3 separate regions of the Zea mays genome follow, and regions 1 and 2 are each linked to region 3. A link is a contact called in public Hi-C data. All regions are on one chromosome and are shown on one strand. The core of a region is the stretch at or near the end of the contact, and the rest is flanking DNA. Distances in the headings are between cores, read along the strand shown.

What was found. A called contact is a pair of places that touch in the nucleus more often than the background predicts.
Region 1: a Hi-C map of ear shows a contact between it and region 3, with 2.3 times the contacts expected there. The contact joins the promoter of LOC103637459 here to the promoter of LOC103637510 in region 3. A contact is called at or near these places in 2 of 25 Hi-C or Micro-C datasets (ear and tassel).
Region 2: a contact with region 3 is called in a Hi-C map of tassel, with 2.7 times the contacts expected there. The contact joins the promoter of LOC103637435 here to the promoter of LOC103637510 in region 3.

What each region holds. Positions count from the first base shown.
Region 1 is chr1:82,998,075-83,002,399 of Zm-B73-REFERENCE-NAM-5.0, forward strand. It overlaps LOC103637459 (transcription repressor OFP8), which reads left to right and starts at 2,962. Exons shown (of 1, transcript XM_008659648.2): 1 at 2,962-4,265. The coding sequence starts at 3,154. The coding sequence ends at 3,936.
Region 2 is chr1:82,981,755-82,986,349 of Zm-B73-REFERENCE-NAM-5.0, forward strand. It overlaps LOC103637435 (protein LAZ1 homolog 2), which reads right to left and starts at 1,622. Exons shown (of 5, transcript XM_008659634.3): 1 at 1,537-1,622; 2 at 1,057-1,350; 3 at 895-951; 4 at 693-801. The coding sequence starts at 1,227.
Region 3 is chr1:83,408,431-83,412,731 of Zm-B73-REFERENCE-NAM-5.0, forward strand. LOC103637510 reads right to left here and starts at 1,848. Exons shown (of 7, transcript XM_008659683.4): 1 at 966-1,848; 2 at 1-354. The coding sequence starts at 999. It also overlaps the pseudogene LOC118473061.

The sequences.
Region 1 (4,325 bases), core at 1,712-4,211, 410 kb before region 3:
GTCTATCGACATGACGTGGAAGCTGGACAATGAGATCCTGGACACCACGCTTGGGTGGAAGACTAGACACAACTCCACTGCTCACGGCTATAGATGGCTAATAAGCACGAGGCATGCGAGCCCAATACGAAGCCCGCTATTTGGGCCCAATCCGAGCCCGTCACGGCCCGGTTCTATGTGGGTCCGGGTCGAGCCGGCGGACCAGGCTTAGACAGAAAACTAAGCACGATGGGCTAGCTCGGCACGACCCGTTTATCTCTAAGCCCGTTAAGCCCTTTTAGCCCGTTTTTCGATCCGCCTTTTCCGTGCTTATCGGGCCCGCCTAGCCCGTTTAGACCCGCTGCGGACCAGACTCGGACAGAGAAACGAGCCCACAAGCTTAGATGGCCCCGCCTAATTTTCTAACCATGCCTGACGGGTCGGGCCGGGCGGCCCGTTTGGCCATCTCTACTCTCGGCGATGATCTAAAAGTTGAGGAAGGATGACGAGTGGGGCCCACCTGTAAGAGGGTAAAGGGGGCGTTTCCAAGCTTATGTTTAGGGCTAGTTTGACAGCTTATTTTTTTTAAAAGATTCCTGTTTTTTCTCAAGGTGCGTTGTACGTCCAACCAAACACACTCTTATGCACAGCAGTGTGCGCTGCAAACTAGTAATGATGGTGACAATTATCAGGACACAACAAATCGTTCATCATAACAAGGGATAAGCTAGCCTACTCAGTAGCAATTACCGACCGCATATTTCGGGGGCACCTGTTCCTGCGAACGTTAATACAAATGGGTACCTATAAATGATACTGTATTTAATTTAGATAATAATCCTCCTATCCTTTGCAACAAGGGGCTAATGACACCCTACCTAGAGCGATGGAAATGTGTCAACAGATGCAGATAGGACAAGGGCAAAGCCGCCCTAGCTATCCTAGCCCGCGTGTAGTTTTTTCTAAAAGGCATCGCACATCAGTGTTGTGTAGGCCCTGCCATAGTGCCATGGAATAAACAGGATGTTCGTAGGGTCCTCCTGATTCCAAAAGCTAGCTTAACTATATATCCTCAACAAGACACAGAGCCAAACAAAATTTAGGAGAGAATAAACTAAACTGCTATAGTATATATAGAGGTCCTTTCTACATTACACAATGTACATTTTAAATTTTATGAGATGTTTCAATGAAAATCCATAGGCTCAGGAGCGGTAAGGAGTATTAAGTTACATGTACCAATCAATTAAACCTAAAAGTTTAAGATGATAGAAAAAAGTTGATAATTTAATTATATTATATTCCAACGTTTTTCTCACGTCGAGCCTTTTTTGGGTCTCTTGTTGACGTGGAATATAGGAGCGAACAATAATTATTTTATTTAATTGTGCTTACCAGTATTCAAACGCGAGATTTCTAGATCTGATATCATATTAAGTTACATACACCAACCAGCTTAATCTGATAGAAAGACGTGGACAATTCACTTATATTATATTCCAAACAAGAGGCACGTCCTATCCGCTCCACCGCTGCATCCCGTCTCTTTGATCTTCAATAATTTTCGTCATTCAGCTGCATTACCACAAATAAATCTAAATATGTCAACTCTTTGTGGAGCACGTGTTACTCGCCAGTCGTCACGATAAATTTAGATGTTTAAGAACATCTCCAAGAGTACCTCAAATAAGTGCCATAAAAAGAGTACGAAAAGGATGTTCGAATGCCTCATAGAAAAAAAAAATCTTTTTCAAGAAGAATATCTTTACAAAAGAGTAATAAAGAGGACCTACAACTTTACGGAATGCATGCATGAAGTTTGAACAAATAGTTGTAATTTGAGGGCACTTATATAAATAGCTTTTCGTAAGAAAAAATATACATATTTGGAGATGGGGGTATTTTTTGAAGGGCTTAAAAAAGGGTACCCAAAAACAAAAGAGAGATCAGTAAGTGAAAAAAATGAAATATAATAAAACATATAGCCTCTATGACCAAATAAGTGGGCGTCTGTGGTGGATAGCTAGGGGTACGGAAATGAGAGATGTAAACTAACACGCGTATGATTGGATCAAGTAATTACCATTGTATAAGAGTAAGACGCTGGATGCCCTTACCATGCATATGGTCTCTGTCTTTTTTCAAATTCATCCTTGCATGGTTTCACCGAATTCATTAGTGACGGCAACTCGGCAAACCTGTTATCGTCGTCACAAAACCGAGTTGGTTATCTGTATTGTCCGCGCTCTATATTTCACTAGGCAGGCTTTTGACAAGCCAAGCAACATTTTCATAAAATTAACACTAGAACATCCATGCACTACTCAATGTAAATTAAATTTCGTCTCAGAGATTGACTACCATATATAGATAGCCAATAAGCACGAGGCCTGCGAGCCCGGCACGAAGCCCGCTGTTTGGGCCCGGTCCGAGCCTGACATAACCCGGTTCTATGCGGGCCCGGCCCGGCCCGGCACGAATAAGCGGGTCGGGCTCGGACAGAAAACTATGCACGGTGGGCTAGCTCGACACGACCCGTTTACCTCTAAGCCAGTTAAACCCGCTTTTTACACTAAAACGTGCTTACCGACCTGCTTTTCGGTCCGATTTTTCGTGCTAAACGGGTCGGCCCGCTGTGGAACGAGCCCGGACAGGAAACTGAGCACGCGTGCTTATACGGCCCGGTCCGGTTTCGTAACCGTGCCTAGCGGGCCGAGCCCAAAACGGACCGGGCTTCACCGTACCCTGGCTGGGCGGTCCATTTGGCCATCTCTACTACCATGTATGTCGTCGATCTGTACTCCTGTCTTGTTTGCGACAGTTTATGAGGGACGTGAAAAAGGTCTGGCATCGGTGGTCTCACCAGATGAGTTTGCGCTTAGTTAGGGTTTTAATCTAACCCTTTTTTAAATTTCGCACCAGCTGCACCTGCCAGATCCTGTCCATTCAAAAAACGAAGACACTAGTGTAGCCGTTTCACTCGCTGATCCGGATGCAACGAACGTGCACATATATGGCCGGTATCTATGGCTCGCTCTTTTTAAGCTAGGCCTCTCTGTTCCTCGCCCCAGCCCACGGCAGCCCTTTCCTTCCGCAACATACATACCCACTGCACGAGCCAACGAGCGCAGCCACACTCCTCGCCCCCGCCCCCGCCAGAGCATAAGCCCTTCCATGAGGGTGTTGATGTCGCGCCGGCGCGGTGCCGGTGCCAGCGGCGGCGGGCTGTGCATCAACAAAAAGGCCCGCCTATTCATGTGCGGCTGCGGCGGCACCAAGGCTGTCTCCATCTCCGATGGCTCCTCCGACAAGTCACCAACCGCCACGCCGCAGACCGCCGCGTCAACCACTCCGCTCACCGGCACGTCGACCGCCACCGTCACGACCGAGTCGACGAGAAGAGGAGGGAGCAGGCCGGCGACGACAACGTCGTCGGCTCCCTCCTCGTTCTCGGTCTCGTCTTCGTCCGTCACCACCACCACCACCACCACCGCCGACGACGGCCCCAGCAGCATGGAGGAGAGCACGCCCAGCCTGTCGGCGCTCCTGCGCCAGCTCCACGAGCTGGAGCGCAGCGTCCGCTTCCTGCACTCCGCCGGCAGCACCGACGGCAAGCAGTGGCACCGCCGGACCGTGAGCGAGGGCGGCGGCGGGTCCGGGCGGGTGGAGGAGAGCGTGGCGGTGGTGAAGGAGTCGGCGGACCCGCTGGGCGACTTCCGCCGGTCCATGCTGCAGATGATCGTGGAGAAGGAGATCGTGGGCGGCGCGGAGCTCCGGGAGCTGCTGCACCGGTTCCTGTCCCTCAACTCGCCGCGCCACCACCACCTCATCCTCCGCGCCTTCGCCGAGATCTGGGAGGAGGTCTTCGCCGGGCACGAGCGCGCGCCGGACTTCCTCGCCTCCTCCCGCCGCTGCAGGAAGAAGCAGCACCAGCACCTGGCAACGCGTGGTGCTTGAGCTTGACTAGTCTGTTCCTCGATCGGTTTGTTACGTCCAACTGTCCAAGGTCCAATCCCATCCCCCGGCCGTCGATTAATTTCTCTTGTACGTTCGTGGCTGGGCGGACGAGACTTGCATGGTTGTTTTCAGTAGTTTCGTTTTTGTCGATTTCTTTGACGCATTGGTTTATCACAAGTGCGCTGGTAACGGTCTTGAGTTAGGGTTTTTGTCGATGCGTTGATATATCAAGTGTTCTGTACTGATGTGTACTCCACGCAACAAACGCCTTGGTTTTTTTTTCTGAACTGATTGTAGACTTTCAGTGTGTTTTTCTAAACTGCTTGGTATATCAGAGTAGATAGTGTTTTTCTCCTCCATTTATGTTCGGCGTCGCTTTAGCCGTTGCA
Region 2 (4,595 bases), core at 372-2,871, 430 kb before region 3:
CCATTTTTATAATGGATTTTTATTTTTCAAGAGAAATTAGTTCAATTTTAGGACTAGTTTGGTAATTACATTTTCCAAAGGATTCTTATTTTTCCAAGGAAAAATGAACTAATTTCTCTTAAAAATTGAAAATCCTGTGAAAAAATATGATTTGCAAACTAGCCCTTAGGGTTATTCAAAACAAATGATTTTCTTCACGTGGATCCTCTCTAAATTCTTTATATCAAACCAGGCCTTAGGGTTTCTCAATACCTACACAACTTTTCCCCAATTTTCTCCGGCCTATAAACGATGGGATACCCAAATACAGATGAGTACAGTACTCCGGCCTATAAGAGGACTGGGCTGACCAGAGATCCTATTGGGCCGTCGAGTGTACTACTGCACGACACCTTTTTTTGTGTACATCTCTATCCGTCTCTCAATTCTACGAGGTAGCCCAGTACTCCAGTTTGAGGGCCCAATAGATACCGCAAGCGTGTTGACAATATAGGCCGTAACGGAAAAGATTCTGTGACAATATAGCCCAGTACTCTAGCTGTGGGGAGAGCATAGATGTGTACGTAGCTGATCAGTGATCATCACAAGATTACACTACAGCGATTCGATCCCTCTAGAGGACTAACGGAAAAGATTCTGTGATTATATATATATATATATGCAGATTATTACTGTGCAGCTGCTTTACATACCAAGGCAAGCCACCAAGTATCGTCCGAAGGCGTACAGAGCAAAGGCTTCGTAACAATTCCGTAATATATCACAGGCCAGAGAGAGCTTCGAGTTCCACAGTGAGATTATCTGGAAGGAGGAAATTGGATATCAATTCATGTCAAGAACTCAAGATTGATGGGTTGCAAACTACGTACAAACCCGCTAGCTGCTAGTGCTTACCGATTCGCAGGCATAAACAGGCACCATGAACAGCACAGCTATGATCCACTTCTGTTCCTGCAGGATTCCAGCATGCAGGAGAGTGCATCAGCACAATCGTCCAGCAGCACGCACGGATAACAACAAACAAGCCATCCCTATGAACATCAGTTAGTTACTTACAGCTGGATCGCTGTAGGATCTGAGGTGCTGCAGGATGAGCCAGAGCGAGATGAGGAGCGCCACGAGCGCGAACGGCGCGCCAGTGAGCACCGCCGGGCCGTGGACGTTGCCGTACAACCCCCGGAAGGTAGAGGATGATGATCCGTCAGATGCCATCGCCTCATTCCACATCCAATCCAAGGCTGTCTGCACCAACGACTTCTCTTGGGCTCTGCAGCACAGCTCTCAGGCCACAGGGGAGGGGAGGGAACACCCGAGTAACACTTGGCGGAAGAAGTTGGGTGGGGGGATCATCTGCAGATCAAGTACTCCGCGGCGCGGCAAGTGAATTGAGCCCGCCACATGTTGGACAGATTGGAGTTCAAATACCCCCAACAAAAAATATAAACAGAGGGGACAATTAATGGATTCGAGTGGCGGCGGCAGGGAGAGAAGGAGACGAACAACGCATCCACGCAAGTACAAGAGGGGTATCCTTACCAATCGGAGCTGGAGCGGAGGGAGATCTCCGGTCCACCGCCACTGGCTGCACGGCTGAATGAGGACACGACGACTATAGATGTACATGAGGCACGGGCCCGTTAACCCGGCCCGAGGCCCGTTTTTTTTTTGGCCCGGTTCGCGCCCGGCCCGGCATGTATGGGATGGGTCCGGGCTGGCACGGCCCAGTGGAGCAGGCCGTGTCTGGGCCGCTGGCCAGGCACGTGGGCCGGCACGGCACGGCCTGCTCCACGCGGACAGCCCGGTCGGGGTCCGTAGCCGACGTCGTGGCCCTTACTGAAAGTCGCCTAGAAGGGGGTGAATAGGGTGAAACTGAAATTTACAAATATAAACACAACTACAAGTCGGGTTAGCGTTAGAAATATAATAGAGTCCGCGAGAGAGGGTGCAAAACAAATCGCAAGCGAATAGTGAAGTGAGACACGCGGATTTGTTTTACCGAGGTTCGGTTCTCTCAAACCTACTCCACGTTGAGGAGGCCACAAAGGCCGGGTCTTTTTCAACCCATTCCCTCTCTCAAACGGTCCCTCGGACCGAGTGAGCTTTCTCTTCTCAATCACTTGGAACACAATGTTCCTACAAGGACCACCACAAGATTGGTGTCTCTTGCCTCAATTACAAGTGAGTTTGATCGCAAGAAAGAATCAAGAAATAAGAAAGCAATCGAAGCGCAAGAGCTCGAAAGAACACAAGCAAATCTCTCTCACTAGTCACTAAAGCTTTGTGTGGAATTTGGGAGAGGATTTGATCTCTTGAGTGTGTCTAGAATTGAATGCCTAGCACTTGTAAATGGTTGGAAGTGTGAAAACTTGGATACCATGAATGGTGGGTGGTTGGGGGTATTTATAGCCCCAACCACCAAACTAGCCGTTTTGTGAGGCTGTCTGTCGAATGGCGCACCGGACATGTCCGGTGCGACAGCCACGTCACCAGAGCCGTTGGGTTCTGACCGTTGGAGCTCTGACTTCTGGGCCCGCCTGGATGTCCGGTGGCGCACTTGACATGTACTGTAGAATGTCCGGTGCGCCAGCATGGGCGTGCCTGACCTCTGCGCGCGCTGGCGCGCAATAAATGCGCTGCAGGTAGCCGTTGGCGCCTGAAGTAGCCGTTGCCCCGTTGTTACACCGGACAGTCCGGTGTACACCGGACATGTCCGGTGAATTATAGCGGAGCAGCCGAAGCGAATTCCCGAGGCTGGCGAGTTCCTGAGGCCGCTCTTCCTTGGAGCACCGGACACTGTGAAAGGGAAATGTGCCCTTGGGCCATTTCTAAGTATTTTGGTGATTGAGTGTCAACACAAGTGTTTAAATATGAATCTATGCCCATGGGTGAACAAAGTGCAAATCAAGAGCAAAGGTATGTTTCTAAGTCTTAGTACATTGGTTTTGTGTACTAATATATTTGTCTAAGTGTTAGAAACAGAAAGAAGAAGAAAAGAGAAGAGTTGGCTGTGTACAGCCAAAAGGCTGGTTCGGTCTGGGGCACCGGACTGTCCGGTGGTGCACCGGACAGTGTCCGGTGCGCCAGGTTGCCTCGAGCGAAGTGGTCGCTCTCGGGAATTCACCGACGGCGTACGGCTAAAATTCACCGGACTGTCCGGTGAGCCAACTGTCGGCCGGGCCAACGGTCGGCCGCGCGATCTGCGCGGGACACGTGGCCGAGCCAACGGTCGGAAGGGGGCACCGGACTGTCCGGTGTGCACCGGACATGTCCGGTGCGCCAACGGCTCCCAGATCTGCAACGGTCGGCTTCGCCAATTAAGGAAAGGAATCGGGCACCGGACACTGTCCGGTGTGCACCGGACTGTCCGGTGCGCCCGACGACAGAAGGCAAAGATGGCCTTCCAGATTTGTTCTCAACGGCTCCTAGCTGCCTTGGGGCTATAAAAGGGACCCCTAGGCGCATGGAGGGATACACCAAGCAACCTTAGAGCATTCTTGATCATCCACACTCAGTCTTTGTGCATCCGATTGTCATTCTAAGTGATTCGAGCTCCGTTCTTGTGAGAACTTTGAGATAGTCTTTGAGCTCGATTCTTGGCCGTGTGTGTGCGCATTTCGCTGTGGATTTGTGTGTGTTGCTTCCCTCCCTTACTCCGTGCTTCTTTGTGAATCTTAAGTGTAAGGACGAGAGACTCCAATTTGTGGAGATTCCTCGCGAGTGGGATAAAGATAAGCAAGGCAAAACACAGTGGTATTCAAGTGGGTCTTTGGACCGCTTGAGAGGGGTGATTGCAACCCTCGTCCGTTGGGACGCCACAACGTGGAGTAGGCAAGTTTTGTACTTGGCCGAACCACGGGATAAATCACCGTGTCTTCTCTGTGTTGAATTCTTTGTGATTGTCGTATTGTGCAAGATCTCCTCTTTAGCCACTTGGCAATTATTGTGCTAACCCTTAACAAGTTTTTGTGGCTATAAGTTTAAGTTTTTACAGGATCACCTATTCACCCCCCCCCCTCTAGGTGCTCTCAATTGGTATCAGAGCCGTTCTCTTCAAGAAAGGGACTAACCGCCCGAAGAGATGGATCCTAAGGGGAAGGGAATCGTGATCAACGACAAGGAAAAGGAGTCCTTCGTCAACGAGCCAAAAGATGACAAATCCAACGACTCTGGCTCGGGCCACAGACGTAAAGATGGGAAGAAGAAAAAGACAAGACGTATCAAGGAGATCGTCTACTACGACAGTGACGAGTCTACTTCTTCCCACAAGGACGACGACTACGACAAACAAAAGACGGTTAACTCAAACTTCTTTTTTGATTATTCGCGCATTCCACACAGCTCAAATGCTCATTTGCTCCCCATTCCACTTGGCAAGCCTCCTCACTTTGATGGAGAGGACTACGGATTTTGGAGTCACAAAATGCGTACACACCTATTTTCTCTCCATCCAAGCATTTGGGAGATTGTGGAAAGTGGAATGAAATTTGATAGCTCGGATAGTCCTTCATTTATTAATGAACAGATCCATAAAAATGTACAAGCTACTACTGTGTTGCTAGCCTCTTTGTGCAGGGACGAGTATCACAAGGTGAGCG
Region 3 (4,301 bases), core at 598-3,097:
AGCTATTAACTTGGGGGCAACATATAACATCAGCAACTAGTGGTGCTAACGGAATGGAGCAATCATACGCTGTCTTCTCCATGATATAAGAGAGTGCAGAAAAATTTACATGGCATTTTCCAGTCAAGACTGGATCATAGGATGTGTAATTTGGATACATAGGTGACAGTGGCTCAACAGGGTTAGTATTGTGTGGAAGAACAGAAGGTGAAATCTCTATTGGATCAAAGAGGCCAATTGGTGGATCAGACAGAAGGAATTTATCTTTTGGTTCAAGTGTCGATTTCTGAGACACAACATGCTGGCTTCCACAAAGCCAAACCACAATCAGCACAAGCCAGTGATGCACTGTACCTGCAATGTGATGTTATATTCAGCAAAGCATATCAAAGACAGCAAACAAAGAATGCACTTCAATCACATCACTTTCAGTAGAAACAAAACAAAACATGTAGCATGTCAAGTATTTCCATATCAATCTACAGTAAACTCCATCTTATTTCGTTACAAGGAGTTATTCAAGTAGAATGCCTAGCAACCCAGTCATGACTATATTTGATGAGTATGAGTTACAAGGAATATCACTATTATGTTAATTTGCCAAACCAGCTTGTCCTCCTAAATGTATATCCGTGTTGAACCAGTTCCCAATGCAACATGAAAACAGAGAATTTGTTTAACTATGTCATTGTGAAAATCAACCCCAATTATTAACAGAACATCAATCAATTCCAAATTAATGTGAGTACAAGACTCTAGAACAACATACAGCTAACCACTAGGTTACAATTAAATCACATGTTTAGCATTCAACAAGAATCACCGAAGACAGCATCAAAAATTCGAACAGAAATCTACATTGTATTGTTAACACAATTAAACTTATCTACTTGAACCTCACAAATTTAATTCATATATTCATTGTGAGTAAACTCCAAACACCATAATAGGGAAAAACTACTCACCCTGACCACAAGAACCAGAACTGGATCTGTCCATTTCTTTTAGCCTGAAGATGTATGTGCATACATGAGGCAATGTGTAAAGTCCTCAGTCCAATCACAGGTTTAAGAACTTCAGTCAGGGGATCACAAGAGAGCAACACTGCACTTGGAAGGGGACAAAAATAACCTAGAGATATAAGGTAACAGGATTCCAAATAGCGGCACTAAGCGCACGCTTCAGCGCTAAGCGGACGGGTCACGCTTCGTTTGGGGAATAAGCGGTACTAAAGCGGCGCGCCCGCCTTGGTGGAGCAGCGGCTGCTGGCTCCTGCTGCCCGACGGCCGCACGCGGCGCGCAGTGCAGCCGCCGGAGCCGGACGCCGTCGACTGTCCACCGGAGTAAGAGGGGAGCAGGAGGCGCGCACGTAGAGTCGCCGGCCGGTGTGCGGAGGACCGGAGGCGCAAGGCGATTGGCGCAAGGCGATTGGCGAAAGGAGAGAGGGGGAGCCGCTGACGCCGCCGCCGAATCTGGGACTGCCCCGCCGTCGCTGAGAGCCCGAGCCTGAGCGCCGCCACCGCCGTCGCCTGCGTGCCGAGCGCGAGTCGGAGAGGGAGCGGAAGATGGAGCGCCTGCGCTGCGAGGAAGATGAAGATGGGAGACGAAGAAACGGCGGCGGCTGTCGCCTGTCGGGCTGTGTCACTGTGTGCCTTCGCTGGAGCAGTGAAAAGGCTAGGGTAAAGAAACGTGTGGGTGTGGTGGAACGTAGGTTTGTCCTGAATTAATGGCTTTTAGATGGGCCACTAAATAAAGAAAAAGCCCATATTGTTCGTTTCTTTTCTATTTATTTTTCTTTCTAAACCTTTTGATAAATAAACACATAATTTAATGTATGTCAGATGTTTTGAGTTTTGTGTTAGAGTGTAGTATGAGTATGTTTGGGGTTCAATTACGTAGCTAAGTGGCCTGTAAGATAATGGTTAGAACTCATTTGTGGCTCTGGACGTTCTTTTGTAAATACAAACATCGCAAGAGGAAATTGTGAAAACCTCGTGTCTCATCTCACGTATGAGAACAAAGAGAGACATCTAAGGGTGTGTTTGGTTTGGCTTTTGGCTTTGGCTTTTGCCCCCTAAAAGTCAAAAGTCAACCAAAGGGCTGGATCTAGGAAGCAGCTTTTTCTAAAAGCCGACTTTCTCATATTGCAAAACTGAAAGCACCCCTGTACCTGCTTTTAGTGGCTTTTGGATGGAATTGTGAAAAGATATATCGAAGAACTTTTAACGACTTTTAGTGGTTTCCACCAAATGATTTTTAGCTTTTTAACAGCACACAGCCTACAGCAGCTTTTTCCACAGCTCACAGCCCACAGCAACTTTTTCCGCAGCCACAGCCCAACCAAACAGACCCTAAGACTAACTCCAACGGAGCAGCCAAACGGCCAGCCAAAGCCAATATGGCTGTCGTGGTGCTACTGTAGCGCCTAGAAACAGGTTCCAACAACACAGCCAAAAGGAGCAGCTATTTTAGAGGGGATGAGAGAGAAAAGCTAGATTGGCTGGTTCAGAGCCGGCAGCCATTTTCTCCCCTTCATCTCTGACAATCCGGACCCACTTCTGAGGCTTCTGGCCACTCGCCCTGGGAACCAGCTATTTTAGCTGCTCCGTTGGATACGACGGACGTATGGATGGCCAGCTAAATTACTGTGGCAAGCCAACAGCCTGAATGTCTGTCCGTTTTGGCTAGTGTCTGTTGGAGACAGCCTAATGCTTGATACATTTAGGCTATCTATTTCCAACAGTTTATCCTCTTTCTTATTCATTATTTTAAACTTCACTTTATAAACATGGACATCTACAGTTACATATCCCTATTTTACACTACTGCTTATACTGCTCCCCACTTCCATCTCCCATTTGTTTTCGATTCATTTGTAGTCTCTTAGGCTACGTTTGGTTGCGGGACAGCCAGGACAGGGATGTCCCCTGGTGTCCTCTCTCGCCCCTCTAATTTTGAGGGATAACTGGGACAACACTGAGATAGTCTTGTCCTAGCCATTGACTCTAAACCAAACAACCTTATTTCAAGGATCATCCCATCCCGTCCCATCCTGTCACTGCAACCAAACACATTGCTCTACACTTTCATCTCTTATTTGTATGGCGAGACCAACATTTCCAGTTTTTGCCATATTATAAAACGATTGAGTATGTTTAGGAACTTTTAAGCACACTTAAGCTCTAGATGGTGGGTCATCGCTCGCTAGCGCTTAATGTTTTCTTTAACCTTAATAAACAAAATGGATGGTAATGCACAAGGCGGGAAAATAATCTCAACCAAGTATGGCCAATAACAATGTTTTTTTGAGCCTAACTAACCATATAATAATCATATATTTTGTCACATGATTATTCACTTCAAGATCAACTCACCGAAAAATCTGGTAGGAATAAATTGTGTGCCGTTGTGTTATTTCCAGAATTAAATATGCAGACGCTGCTTTCTGTTGTAACTCAAAAATAATTTGAGCTGAAACAATGCCATGGAGATTAAACAGAGGTTTGTAACCTATGTATCCAAATTTACTTTGTTCATAATAGGAGGTACATTTTCGGGACTAAGGTAGCATAGCAATATATTGGGTGCACACATGTACAATGAACAACATGCAGAGAAAATCAAATTTATTAGGCGTAATACACAAACAATTTGTAATTACATCAGATCCAACTACAAATACCCAAATAGATTAAGTTAGGATTCGAGTGTTTGGTTTCGCACAATAAAAAAGGAAAGGTAGATGTGAGCATAGGGTTTTGGTCACTCGTGAAGGGCTCGGCGAAAACCTGACGAAGGAACTAAGGCTAGACTTAAGCACTTCGAGTAGGGCGGCAATGACAATCACCTAGTAGTGCCACGAGTGGATGGGAGCGCAGGAGTGGACGGGAAAAGAAAAGTAGACGGTGAATGGAGGTGGCATTTGGACTTGAGCTGAAATAGCAAAGGGAAATATTAAGGGTTAGTTTGGAAACTCAAATTCTTTTGGGATCCCTATATTTTCATAGGATGAGCAATCTCAGGGGTGTTATTTAAATAAGGCGTTTAGTTATTTATAAAAAGTTTTATTTCTCTCGGTTTCACTCCCCCTTGCTTCCAAACTAGCTCTAATGAGTTCTATGAGCTTGGGTTATAGATTGAAAAAATAGTAGTTATAGTTTATTCTGATATCTAGCGGTATTGGTTCACGATCAGGGACACAAGATGTACATAACTATACATTGCAAAGAAAAGTACTTTATATTTTAGAATTTGAAAAAATAAATTTAAAAAGTAATGTTTTATATCTTTAACTTTAGTAC